2 separate regions of the Ovis aries genome follow, and region 1 is linked to region 2. A link is a contact called in public Hi-C data. All regions are on one chromosome and are shown on one strand. The core of a region is the stretch at or near the end of the contact, and the rest is flanking DNA. Distances in the headings are between cores, read along the strand shown. Region 1 overlaps RIN3 (Ras and Rab interactor 3). Region 2 overlaps SLC24A4 (solute carrier family 24 member 4).

Region 1 (6,930 bases), core at 1,214-3,713, 130 kb after region 2:
AGTGATTTTGGGCCAAGTAGTTGAATGAGATAAGTATACTTGCACTTGGGAACAGAGCCCACCTCAGCGGTGAGTGTTGTGCTGATTGGTGCAGATGATCATCACCACTGGATTGGGCGACCTTTCAAACCAAGGAGGGGAGCAATTCTAGATGAGTCCTCCCAGGCAGTAGAGATCTGTACGTATGGGAGGGCAGAGTGTCACACAAATTGCCTTTGAGGTCCACACTGAAGATTTGCTTTGGTGCTCTTGGGTTTGACCCTTTCACCAACTGACCCACTATCCTAGAATGAGATTTCACCTGTATTTGGGCCAAAATATGTTAAGTCCATAAAAAGGTAAGGAATTATTATGTTAAACTTAGGGTTGGTATGAAGAAGGCAAGCTCTTGATATTTCATCAGGCCGGAGGCATTGTATCATGGTGAGTCGTGTGCGTTTGTCAAGGCAAACCTCTTTTGAGATCATGAGCTTTGGGAAGACTGACAGTTCTAGGTTTTTATTCTGTCCCTGGCATCTTCTGACATTAGACAAGTATCTTAACATCTCTGGGCTTCAATTTTCTCATCTGCAAAATGGGAACATCTGCAGCATGGCTGTTGGAGGGTTGATGACTGAACACAGTAGGGATGAGAGGCAGTGCTGCCTGGCACATAAGAAGTACTTGGCCTTGGACCTGTGATATTGTGACCGACAATTAGAAATATACACGGTCTTCATTCCCATTCTTGGCACAGAGCTCCCTCAGAATTTTCTAAATAATAAGAGCCATAACTGTGTCTTGAGACATGTAACAAACCCTTTCAACCACACCTGAGTTTATGTCCACGTGGTGACTTTGGGAAAGTACCTAAGGATGGGGGTTGGTTGCCAGGAAACCAATCATTCGATTGGAATGTTGGAAATTTCAGTTCCACTCCCAACCTCTGGGAAAGGGAGAGGAGCTGGAGGTTGAGTATCACTGATGGCCAATGATTTGATCTATCATGTCTGTGAAATGAAGCCTTCATAAAAACCCAAAGGGACCGGGTTCAGAGAGCTTCCTGGTTTGTGAACACAATGGAGATTGGGGAGAGTGGTGTGCTCAGAGAGCAGAGACGCTCTGGCCCCTTCCTGCATACGTTGTCCTGTGTGTCTCTTCCATTTGGCTGTTCCTGAGTTATATCTTTTAATACAAACCAGTGATCTTGTGAGTAAATGCGTTTCCTGAGTTCTGCAACCCACTCTAGCAGATTAATTGAACCCAAGTCATTAGAACCTCTGATCCCGTAGGTGATTGGTCACAAGCACGGGTAACAACTTAGACTTGTGATTAGTGTCTGAAGTGGGGTGGGTGGGAGAGTGTTGTGGGATCTGATGCTGTCTCTAGGTGCATAGTGTCAGCATTGAGTTAGACTGGGAACTTCCCTAGAGGTCCATTGATTAAGACTCTGCACTTTCAGTGCAGTGGGGTGTGAGTTTGATCCCTGGTCAGAGAAACTAAGATTTCACATGCTGCATGGCTCAGCCAAAAAAACTATGTTTTTACATTTTTGAAAATAAAGAATTGAGTTAAATTGTAGGACACCCAGTGGGTGCTGGAGAATAGCTTGGTGGTTTTGAAAGCACAGACACTGGGATTGGTGTCAGAATAGAGGTAACTATAATATCCTAGTGTTGTCTCCTGGACAAAATGAAGTCATGTATGGGGGAAAGCTGTCACAGTGTCTGAGTGTAGTAAGCACTCAATAAATTCAAGCAGTTATAATTAGCTGTGGGGTTGAGTAACATGCAGCTCAGACCTCAAAACCATCACTTCCTGCAGTGCCGTGCTCTTGCAGGACTCCTCTAAGAAGTTAATTCATTCTTTTATCTCATATTGGTTATACCCATGCAGGTTTTGGCAAAAAAAAAAAAAAAAAGGAACCGCAGTTTGTATCTTTCTATTTTCAGTAATTCCCCTTTCAGCTTCCAGAACTGAGGTTGGTCTAGGAAAAAATACATCATCAGATAATTGAACTCCAAGAACCTTACTGTAAATCTTTCGTGCCTTTCTTTCTTTCTTTCTTTCTTTAATAGATTTTTGAATCATAGTGGTGCATATTTTTTAGCCTTCTTTTTTTACTTAAACATTTTATTATGAGCTTTCTCTGTGTTATTAAACATTTCACAGACTTTGCATCCAATGAACTGTGTGCTGAACGAGGCTTAGGAAGGGTCTGTAAGACACGGCGCCTGACATTGGCCAACCTGAGCAGACCCACGTGCACTTAACCAGAAATGGAAGTCAGATGGTCATAAGAGCTAGAATGTTAGTGTGCACTTTGAGGGCACCAGGAGTTGGTCTGGCTCTGTGGACATGGAACACCGGAGGAGGTTTTGACAGAGAGGGGAGAAAGATCCAGGACACGTGTCCTTGGAGGCAAGAGAAGAGGGAAGCGGGTTGTGGAGGGAGGGGAAGTGTCACATCATCACCAGGCCCCAGCGAGTGGCCTCGGCCTGTGTGTACAGTGACTGCCACCTTCAGGGGCTTTGCAGCTTCAGAAGATGTGCCTGAGAGAGAAGACCGTCCAATTCAGCAGCTTCAGAAAGCCAGGGGCCCCTGCATAGCTACAACCCCTCTTTTCGGGGTGACTCCAGAGGGATTGGGCCCCAGTGCCTCCTGGGCTTCCTGTCACGGGAAAGCTATGGGTTTGGATTATCAATGTTTGTGTCTGGGGCTCCCACCTTCCTTTCCAGCTGTTTCTGCCTCCCTCTGCCACCTTCCATGAAAAACTGCTCTCTGGAAATTCTCTAGCCGGTAAACAGATTCATACTAACGTGTGAAAGACTAACACCATCATAAAGTGGTGCCCCCAGCCACAAGGGCGTGCATCTCAGTAGGAATAGTTATTGTACTGATAAAGGAGGGGAGCGCCAGGCACTGGCCAACAGAAGAGTGGGAGTTGGTTTGTCCTGGCCGTCCTGAAACAGCAGAGGAGGGGGGCACCTGCTTTCATTGAGGCTCATCTGACCTCCAGCATCCTCCCCATGCCCACCACCTGCCCAGGCCGCAGGCTTCCTGATGAGACTACTCAGGTGGACAGTGAAGTTCTTATGCGTCTGTTGCCTGATGGAGGCAGTTTCTCCCAGGTTACCCCACAATAAGGCCCCTGGAAGACAACTGATGCTTGCATCCCCATCTGGCGCCACCTTCCTCCACACTCAGCGTGTCACCCCGCGTCTGTGCTGTGCTGGCAGGGGGCTCGAAGCCCTCTCCTATCAGCCAGTCAGCTGTACTCATCTACAGAAGGGTAGAGCTTCTGTCTGATGCATCTGTGGTCCCCATAGCCTAGCAAAGGGCAGGACCACTGCTCAATCAGTTAATCACACCCCACACTTGTGCAGAGAGTCTCTAGGACCCAGAGAGTGTGCTTTGGAACCCGATGGATCCAAACTCAAATGCCACCCTTATGCTTTCATCAGCTGTGAGGTCTTGGCCATGCTACTCAATCATCCACCTCAATAAGCCTTGGTTTTCTCGGCTGGGAAATGACCTCATAATCAGAGTGATGACTAACTAAAACTACATAGAGTCGGTACTCATGAAAAGTTAATTGCTTCTTCCCCTTCTCTGCTCACCTTCACCCTTGACAGAGAGGTCTTGGAGTTGGAAAACCTGGATTTGCATTCATTTCTCCTGCTTAATTGGTTCTGGGAACTCAAGCAAGGTGTGACTCCTGGGCCTCACTTTCATCAACTGTAAATAGGGTTAAAGATGCCTCCAAGGAAATTGCTGTGGGGAATAAACATTCGAACGTACCTAAAACCTGACTGAGATTCTAGAGCTGCACACTACTGTATCCATCCGTCCATCTGTTCCCGTGTATACATAACTAGCATCTATTGAGCCCTGGGCTCAGAGGAGACCAAATTCTACTCTTAGAAAGATCACTTGGGTAGCTGAGTGGGTTGGAAGAAACAAGGCAAAGTGCTTTTTACAAGTGGCTTTGCAGCTCTCATGGTGTCCCTGTATGGAGCTTTGCTCTGGAAGGAGTGCCCCCAGTATTTAGGACTTCTTAGGGGTTGTTCCAGGGGAACTCAGATTTTAGGGTTTGTTTTTTTTTTCCAAAAGGGAAAGCTGATTGTTACCTCTGGACACTTTTAAAAAAATTTATTTGGCTGAGCCGGGCCTTAGTTGCAGTACTCGGGATCTCAGCTGTGGCTTGTGGGCTCTAGATTCCTGACCAGGAATCAAACTCTGGCCCTCCGCATTGGGAGCACGGAGTCTTAGCTATTGGACCACCAGTGAAGTCTACCTCTGAGGACTTCTGAAGCGCCTCACAGATTTGCCTGGCTCTGGAAGCTTCCAGGCAGCTTTCCCACCAGAAAGAGGAACAGCATCAGTGTGAGTTTATGCAAAACCATGTCAGGTATCAATGAATGGGGTTCTAATCTGGCCCTACCAGTAATCTTCTGTGTTACCTTAAGCATGTCACTCAATGTCTCTGGGCCACCTGACCTCACCAGGCAAGAAATGGATATAAAATGCCTTGGAAAGATGAAGCCCCATACAGAGAGAAGGTACTATTCTTGGTTTGCCTGGCCCCAGACATCCCAAGCGCTAGGATAAAAAGCCTCACCACAGGTGAGGAAAATACATGTTCAGTGTCCCAGGCAACCACACTGGCCACTTGGGAAGCCACTGTATTATGCCTGTCCCATCAACTTCTCCTTTCTGCCCAAACTGCTTAAGGAAGCAGTCAGAGGTGAAACCTTCTGGAAAGTTCTGTAGAAATGGACTAGTGACTTCCATGATTTTGTGTGTGCGTGTGTCCATCTCCCTGGATATCAAGTATCTGCCTGAGATGCAGGAGACAGAGGATATGCGAATCCAATCCCTGGGTTGGGAAGATGCCTTGGAGAAGGAAGTGGCAACCCACTCCAGTATTCTTGCCTGGACATGAGTCTCGGGGTCTACAGACCATGGGGTTGCAAAGAATCAAACACGACTGAGCAATTAAACCACCACCAGTTCCCTAAATCTGTTAGGAATCAGTAAATAGTTTGCATTGCGTTTATTGGCAGTCCCGAGTCTGTTACATACATTCTGTTGTGCTTTTTGCTGTCTTGGCCTTGGTTTACACAGTGGAAACTTTCGGGCAACTCGCCGCAGTGGAACTTCCCCTCTTGAGATGTTTCTTTAATGTAGTCATTGTTTGCAGTTCAAGACTGCCCTGGGAAGCCCCCAGGTGAGACTCAGTTCCTCAATGATAGACCCTACCCTTGAAATCTTATATAGCCTTTGGCCCCAGCTACTGGGGAAACTCCCCGTGTACCCGACTGTGTACCGGACTCTCTGTGTACCAGGCATAAAGTGGTCTTCATGGAAGCCATTCCTTGGGTCTTTATCACAGCCCTGCAAAGCAGGTGCTAGACCCCCATTTTGCAGCGGAGGGAATTGTGCCCAAGGATGAAACTGGGACTGAAGCCAGGCTCTCAACTCCATGTTCAAAGCACCTTCATCTGAGCAGGTTGCTTCTTGTCTTGCCTCCCGTGGTCCTCATGTGCATGGGGCTCCAAGTTAGGGGTGGTGGGGGGCACAGAGAGTGGGGCGTCGAGCAGACCATTATGGTGTATACATGAGAACTTTGAAATTACCCTCCGAGTATGTGAAAGCTGTTCAGTTGTGTCCAACTCTTTGCGACCCCATGGACTATACAGTCCATGGAATTCTCCAGGCCAGAATACTGGAGTGGGTAGCCTTTCCCTTCTCCAGGGGATCTTCCCAACCCAGAGATCAAACCCAGGTGTCCCACATTGCAGGCAAATTCTTTACCAGCTGAGCCACAAGGGAAGCCCAAAAATACTGGAGTGGGTAGCCTATCCCTTCTCCAGGGGATTTTCCCGACCCAGGAATCGAACCAGGGTCTCCTGCATTGCAGGTGGATTCTTTACCAGCTGAGACTGAGCTATCAGGGAAGCCCACCCTCAGAGTATGAGGCCGGAGCTAAGAGTATACCCAGGTGCTAGTGCTTTATTTTCACTGCACAGAGCCAGAGCTGGAAAGAAAGTAGCAGACAGGGGTTGCTGCTGCTGCTGCTGCTGCTAAGTCGCTTCAGTTGTGTCTGACTCTGTGTGACCCCATAGATGGTAGCCCACCAGGCTCCCCCGTCCCTGGGATTCTCCAGACAAGAACACTGGAGTGGGTTACCATTTCCTTCTCCAATAGACAGGGGTTGGGTGGCTTCAATAAGGACAGCTATGGAGAGGAGCTAGTGGGATCACCTGAGTTCATGGCCTCTTAATGGTTCTGCCTCTTGATGACTGTCTGCAGGTGGGCTTGTCTCTGAGCCTCGGTTTTGGTGGGGTTCTGGAGCCAGGTCATTCCAGCCCGCGAGAGTTCACACTGCACATCTCTTCCCAGCTCGGTGCTTGAAATCAATGCAGTGGGAGTATTTACATCATGGAAATTGGAAAATGTCATAAAACTGGGGCTTTCTTTCCCTGGAAAGCTGGTTGTTAAACATTAGCAGCACACTACCATTCAGTTTCCTTGTCTATAAAATGGGGATGGTGCTGCCGACCTCATGGAACCATTGGGAGGGAATGTATGTGTGAGCATTTTGCAGACTAAAGCATGATGTGTTTTGTGTGTGTGTAGATATGCTGTGCATATTTATATGTAGTTTGTTATAATTCTCACATGACGATCTGTATCTTTAAAAGTGGTTGGGGGCTGTTTCTTTGCAGAAACAGGAAGTGGAATCAAGGAGTGGAACAGCAGGTGTGGCAGAAATTCCCAGAGAAATTGGGTGGATGATGTAAGACTGTAAGCCCATCCCGGGATAATGTTTGAGCTTGTGAGGTCCTTTCTGGTGGAAGCCTGAGGGGTGGGACCAAACCCCTGTGAGTCATTGAGAAGATGTGATGGAGTATGTTCCACGGTTTTCTCTGTGCCAGTGACTGTAGT
Region 2 (7,387 bases), core at 1,902-4,401:
CATCCCCATCTTCCTCTGTCCTACAGGGAACTAGAGAGCCGTGCTGGCTGGGAGGAGAGGGGTCTGCTTATTCTCTCTGAGCGCAGTAAGGGGGACTGCAGAAATGGAGCCCTAGAAAACTCTGCCCTGCTCTTTCCTCTCAGCCGCTCGGCATGGCTGGGAGCACAGAGGAGAAGCTGCTGCTGCCACGGGCTCACGTACATGTGAAATTCCACACCCAATTTCTGTCTGCTCCAGGCCCCCAGAGGCACATGGCACTTCACGGCAAAAATGATTTTGTTCTTGCCTGGGTCGTGGGAGCCGCCAGAGAAATCACACAGTCAGTAGATGGTCTCGTAAGTCAAGGTCAGGATTTCAAAGAAGTGGCCTTGTCAGTCACTGTGGAGCCCTGAGGTGTCAGCTCACACCTAATTAGAACAAACACTGGCTGAGCACTGTAATTTCTTAATATAACAGCTCTATTGAAGTGTAATTTACTTACCGTAATAGTCACACCTTTGAAGTACACAGTTGAGTGGTTTTTCATCTACTCACAAAGTTGTGCAACCGTTACCACAATCGGTTTTCTTGAGCACCCTCAAAGGAGCCCCCTACCTGCTAAGCAATTATTCTCCGTCCTCCCCGCCATCTCCTGGCAACTGCGACTCTGTCTCTTCGGGTTTATCTATTCTGGATATTTTATATAAATGGAATCATTAAATAAGTTGCCTTTTGTGTCTGCCTTCTTTGTTGTTGTTCAGCTGCTCGGTCATGTCCGACTCTTTGCGACCCCATGGACCGCAGCACACCAGGCTTCCCTGTCCTTCTCTGTCTCCCAGAGTCTGCCTTCTTAGCGTGTTTTCAAGGTTCATCTGCATTTGGCATGTGTTGGTCCTTCATTTCTTTTTCATGACTGAATAATATTCCATTGTATGGATGTACCCCATTTCTCCATCAGTGAATGAACAATTGGATTATTTCCACTTTCTGGTGATAAGTGGTTTATAAAAAACAGCTGCTAAAGCATAATAGAGAAAGAGGGTGTTTTTTTTTGGGGGGGTTGTTTTTCATCTAAATGAAAGCAATATTCCTCTGAATTCTCTGTGGTTAACAACAGATGGTCTCTGAATGCTGTGGTTAAAAGCAATCTGGGGAATTTTAGACCCGCTTCTTGTATTCCAAAGCAGAAAACTGAGGGGCCAGGGCTTGCCCAGGGGTCAGTACTGACCAGACGGAGCCAGGCATCTGGGCCACCTGCCCTGGAATCTATTCTGTGTCACCCCACAGCCAGACCAGCACAGTCCAAACTAGAAGGAGGGAGGTGAAGGGGCTCAGGACCTGTCATGAGCTGGGCATGCGCTGGGGACCTGAAGTATCTACGGATGCTGGCAACAGAAGCCCACATGAGCTTCCTTTGAGATAAAAGGGACCTTTGTTATCATAAGATTACAGGGGTGTGTTGTGGATCCCATGAACACTTGGACTCACCCAGGGGCTGGACTCGGAGCCTTTGTGCGTGTTGAGGCTCTTCCTGGCTCTTGTCTTCCTTTCACACACCTGCCTGTCTCACTCTGCTCCTTGGCTGTGGACTGGCTTTTCTCAACTCCACTGTCGGTGCCCATGGCAGACCGTGGCCTCCCACTGGCCCCAGATTGACTTCTGCCATGTCCTGCCTCCCTCACTTGGTTGCCTAGGGTTGCGTCTGAATTCCAGAGTCCTAAGAGGGAGAATGCTATCAGCCCAGAGGTCAGGGGCCCACCCCTGGTCAGTACCCATGCTGGCCAGCATGGCTTTGGTGGCCCCTGGGAGGGCTGTTTGGAGAGAAGAGATGCTGAGCACACACGCCCGCACCCCTTATAGGTCTATGGCAGGTGCCTCGGGCGTTATCAGGAGATGATGGATGCTAATCACTGATGTGGGAGAAATAGAAATTGATAGACCTAGTAGGTGGGTTCCTTATGCAGTGGTGGGACGGACGCTCCAGGCTGGGTACCAGTAATGACGCCCAATGAACCGGCTGCTACCACCTCTCTCAGAATTGAAGAGGTGGGGGACTGGGATGTGCTGAAATGTTCAAAACTCACTGTCAGAGTCACAACCCAGGGACCAGGAAGCCACTGCCACAGCTGTGCTGCCACCAGAAGCTGCCACTGGGCTGCTGGTCAGGCCTGAGAAGGCATCCCTGGTGCCCACTCAGCTAGCTCCTGGGCAGGAATGCGCCGCTGTAGCCAAAGCAGCATCCCGAGAGGCCTGTTTCACAGCAGTGCATCGAAAGCACCAGAAAGGTGGCCCAGCCCCTCCTCAGTCTGTTTTTCAAAATAAGGAGCCCAGTTTGAGTCTAGAACTTCAACTGCAAGGGAGTCTGGGAAGTGCTGTATGGACACCCTAGGAGGAGGTTGGCATGGGGGCTGCTGAGGGCCGGCTCAGCATGTCCACTCCTATGGGAGCTGCAGGGATGCCTGGAAAAAAGCAGGGGAACTAATCTTTGCTGATGACTTAGACCAGAGCAGACCTGGTGAGGGGCTCATGTGGCTTCCAGTCGCATAGTGAGGCAGAGGAAGGGGCTGGGCCCTGACCTATAGCTTGGCAGACACGTTCTTCATGGAGCTTGGGCCGTACACGTCTTATATTTGGGGCTTAGAGTCTGCACACAGCCCTGCTTGCGTGTCTGGTGTGGTCCCCATTTCCCAGGTAACTAAGGGCCTCAGGCAGGGCTGGTACCCCAGGTCTGCCTGACTCCTGAGTCCTCGGCCTGGTTCCAGTATTGATTTTGGCCAGGAAGGCACTCTGCCAGGCTGGAGTGTGTGCTCTGGAATACAGGCGCAGCAGGAAGGAAGGGGAGGAGGCGGCCAGCTGCTGAGTCTATGGGGTTTGTAAGCACTGGGAACCCACAGGCCTGCCCTGGATGTTTGCTGGATGTTTAAGGTGAGAGGGCCTGCTATTGGGCCTGTCAAGCATTCCTGACTCTTATTTCACTCCCCAGGGCGTCCAGACTCAAGGTGCAACCTTCAGAGGCAGGATGGTCAGCTTCGTACTTCTTGCCTTTCTTTTGTTTCCCCGTAGATCCTTGGGGTGGGTGAGACGGGGGGAGTTATCACATCACAGCTGAGGACAGGGTGGCTCAGAGAGGTTGAAGATCCACCCACTGCCACACAGTCACGAGTGACAGAGGACGGACCAGCTCTCTGGCCCCAGCCTTGAGGTTCCTGGGGTGGAGTGCAGAGCTGGCCGTAGCTTGAGGTCATCTTTAGAACAAGACAGGTGGCTCACCGACCTCAGCTCTGGGACCCACTGACATCCAGTCCAGAAGCTTGACTTGGTGGGGGCTGTGGGCATGGATGCAGAGCTGGGGTAAGGGTCCCTGGGGTCTGCACCTGCTGAGCAAACTCTGGGCCTGGCTTCTGTGTTGACCGGGAGGTCCTGGTCTGCATGTCTGATCTCTCCTCCTTTTCCAAGGGGAGGAACACTTCTTGGGGAAGCATGAACAGGGTCCCAGAGGCTGAACCATGGTACCTGACTGCCGTGAGAGGGGGAGACCAAGCCAAGGCTGCCTCCCTGGGGACGGCCTTTCACAGCCCCCCACAAGCTCTCCAGGCTCTACACTGGGCTGCCAGGGTGTCTCTTACTGGGCCTTTGGTCCCTGTGCACTCAGGCCTGACTGCCGGCATCTCCCTGTCAGCCCCCAGCAGGTCCTGCCCTCTGACCTGGCTGGAGCCTCTTGTTTTCTCTCACATGCTCCACTTCTGTCTTCCCCTTCCTCCCAAACCTCAGCTTGGCAGCTCAGCTTAATTACAACCCTGATCTTATCTACTTCCTGCAGGCCCCCCCCCACCCCCCGCCATTGTCTCTCTAGTGCCCTTAGGCTCAAAACTCATGCTCCAGGGTTCAACATGGTGTCAGTAAGAGGCTTTGGTATTGAGCTTCTGAGTCTGCCACTTCCTAGCTATGTGACCTTGGGCTAGACAGCTTACTTCTTAAAACCTGTTTTCAGTTCAGTTTAGTCACTCAGGCGTGTCTCTTTGAGACCCCATGGACTGTAGCACGCCAGGCCTCTCTGTCCATCACCAACTCCCAGAGTTTACTCAAACTCATGCCCATTGAACGAATGATGCCATCCAACCATCTCATCCTCTGTCGTCCCCTTCTCCTCCCACCTTCAATCTTTCCCAGCACCAGAGTCTTAAACCTGTTTTAGTTTCCATAAAACACCCAACCCAGTGCTTGACAGTCGTAGGTACTCAGTAAGTGGAACTTAATTAACCATTATTATCAACAAAAGCTAAAATTTAGTGCGTACTCTGCACCGAGTGTGGGCTAAATGCATCTCATGTGTTGGCTCATTTTAGTCTCACAATAGCAGTGTGTGTTAAGAGCTGTTGTTATCCCCATTTCACAGCTTGGGAAACGGAGATGCCCAGAGGCTAAATACTTTTCTAAGGTCACAGAGGTAAAATATGCCAGAACTGGAGTTTGAATCTAACAATGTAGCTGTCATTAACCATGAAGTTTCTATGCCCCTCAGAGAGCAATCAGTTTAATGGTAAGTCTAACGATAAAACAAAAATGTATTAGAAGTAACTAAGAATTGATGGTAAGATTCATTCATTCCCAAGGAATAAGAAAACTTTAATGGTTCCCCTATTTAAGAGGATTTTTCTGTTTAGATCACAGCCATGAGCTAAAAGTGTAAAGCTCTAATCTGACAGTTGTGACGCTGTCCACCAGTGGGCAGCAAAAGGACTTTCACAGGCTTTGAAATCATGGGACTCAGAGGGCAGGCAAGTAGTATAGTACAGAGGACTCAAGATTTAGGCTCTAAAGACCTGCATTCAAGTCCTGGTACTGCCTCTGAGCTTGTGATGTTTAAGTCACTGAACTTTACCAAACCTTACCTGTGAAACGGTGAGAATATCTCCCCAAAGTTGATATGAAAAATAGTGTTTGTGAAAACCACCTCCAAAATGTGTGAGGCACAACACAAATGTTGAATAATGGTGACAGGACTGTTCACTAACCCATCCCTGACGATGATCCCCCCTCAAATGCATCCCCTTACCTCCCCACAAGGACCAGCTCAGAGGTCACTGGCTGGGCATGCAGGGTCTGTTTGTGGCTCTGCCACTAATTTTCTGTGAGGTTTTGGCAGTTCATTAACCTTCATGGGACTTGGTTTTTCTCTTTATAAACAGTTAACCAAGTGAGATTTATCTCGGGAATGCAAGGTTGGTTCCACACGTGAAAAACAATAAGACATGCTGTATTATTAGAATAAAGGCTAAAAATTGCACAATCATCTCAACAGACACAGAAAAAGCATTGGTCAAAATCCAACACCCTTTCTTAATGGGGGGGAAAACACTCAAACTAGAAATAAATAGCGTGAATTTCCTCAATCTGATAAAAGGCATCTACAAAAAACCCCCAAATTAATGTCATATTTAGTGGTGAAAGATGGGAAACTTTCCCCCTAAGATTAGAAATGACACCTCTTACCTCTTCTATTCAGCTTTGTGCTGGAGGTTCTATCCAGGGTAAATAGGCAAGAAAAAACGGAAAGCATTCAATTTGGAAAGGAGGAAGTAAAAGTGTGTTCATAGATGACATGATCTTATATATAGAAAATCCTAGGAAATCTACCAAAACACAAAAAACAACCACTAGAATTAATAAACTTGCAGGCTCCAAAGTCAATATACAAAATTCAACTCTATTTTTATACATTAACAATATGAAAAATGAATGTAAGAAACTTTATTTACAATGCAATCAAAAAGCAATAAAGTACTTAGGGATAAATTTAACAAAAATAGAACAAGACTTGTACACTGAAAACTGTAAAACATTATTGAAAGAAATGAAATATCTAAATAAATGGAAAAACATCCTAAGTTTATGGTTGAAAGATTTAAAATTTTTAAGGTGGCAATAGTCCTCAAATTGACCTATAGACTTCATGCAATCATTGTGAAAATCCATGCTAGGTTTTTGGGGGTTTTTGTTTGTTTGTTTGTTTTTGCAGAAATTGACAAGCTGATTCTAAAATTCACATGGAAATAGAGGGGACCCAGAATAGCCAAAACAATCTTGAACAAAACTGAAAGACTTCCTGACTTCAAAACTTATTACAAAGAAATAGTCGTCAAGACTGCCTGATAGTGGCGTGGGATAGAAATATAGCTCGATGAACTAGAACTGAGAGTCCAGAAATATGCCCAGACATTGCAGGAGATGCAGGAGACATGTGTTCAAACCCTGAGTTGGGAAGATCCCTGGAGGAGGAAATGGCAATCTACTCTAGTATTCTTGCTTAAAATATCCCATGGACAGAGAAGCCTGGCAGGTTACAGTCATGGGGTCACAAAGAGTTGGATGCAACTGAGCATTAAAAGAAAAAGAACTTCAAGATCAATAATTATTGGAAAGGGTGCCAAAATAATTGAATGGGGGAAGGAATAGTCTTCTCAACAAATGGTGCTAGGAAAACTAGATAGCCATATTTTTTTAAAAAAGAAGTTGGACCCTTATCTCACACCACATATGAAACTTCAGACTTAAATGTAGTAGCTAAAAATATGAAACTCTTAGAAAACAGTGTATATATTTGTGACCATGGTTTCTTATATATATCAATAGCAGAAGTAGCCAAAAATAGAAAATTAAAAAACAGACTTCATCAAAATTAAAACCTATGGGATTTATGGGATCTATGAAGTAAGTCAAAAAACTCCTGTAATGGGAGAAAATATTTGTAAATTATATTTCTGATAGGGATCTAATATCTGAAATATACAGTTCTATATATAGAACTATAGAACTCTTAGAACTCAACAGTAAAAAGACAACCCAGCCTTTAAAATGGGCAAAGGATTTGAGTCAACAATTCTCCCAAGATTTATAAATAGCCAATAAATCCATGACAGATACTCACCATTATTAGTCATCAGGGGAATGCAAACCAAAACCACGGTGTGATACCACTCATCACTCAGAATGGCTATAATTAAGAGAGACAACACTAATGTGCTGGCAAGGATGTGGGTATATTGGAAACCTCATATACTGCTGATGGGAATGTAAGATGGTGCAGCATCTTGGAAACCAGGCTGGAAGGCTTTCAGAAGGTTAAATGTAAAGTCACTGTAGTTGTTCAGTCACTCAGTTGTGTCCTAACTCTTGGTGACCCAGTGGACTGCAGCATGCCAGGCTTCCCTGTCCCCCCATAGTTTGCTCAAACTCATGTCCATACTGCACCATACTGTGTGGTGCATCAATTCTAGTTATAATTCCTAGTTACATATGCAAGAGAAATGAAAACATATGTCCACCAAAAAACTTGTACATACATATTCATAAGAGCATTATTCATAGTAGCTTAAAAGTAGAAATAATCCAAATATCCAAGTGATGA

Evidence for each region. Hi-C and Micro-C count contacts between places; a contact is called where the count stands out from the background.
Region 1: a contact with region 2 is called in a Hi-C map of hypothalamus, with 4 times the contacts expected there. The contact joins two enhancer-like sites. A contact is called at or near these places in 4 of 16 Hi-C or Micro-C datasets (blood, hypothalamus, skin fibroblasts and 1 more).

The regions. Positions count from the first base shown.
Region 1 is chr18:55,120,543-55,127,472 of ARS-UI_Ramb_v3.0, forward strand. All of the region lies in intron 3 of RIN3 (Ras and Rab interactor 3), which reads left to right. Among named protein-coding and RNA genes, the nearest start is that of RIN3, 68 kb to the left of the region's middle. Within about 2 kb of position 2,464, at least 9 of the 54 cell types and tissues checked have an H3K27ac peak or open chromatin away from gene starts, as enhancers often do. A contact at or near this core is called in hypothalamus, where this site is marked.
Region 2 is chr18:54,991,805-54,999,191 of ARS-UI_Ramb_v3.0, forward strand. All of the region lies in intron 12 of SLC24A4 (solute carrier family 24 member 4), which reads left to right. Among named protein-coding and RNA genes, the nearest start is that of TRNAY-GUA, 22 kb to the right of the region's middle. Within about 2 kb of position 3,152, at least 10 of the 54 cell types and tissues checked have an H3K27ac peak or open chromatin away from gene starts, as enhancers often do. A contact at or near this core is called in hypothalamus, where this site is marked.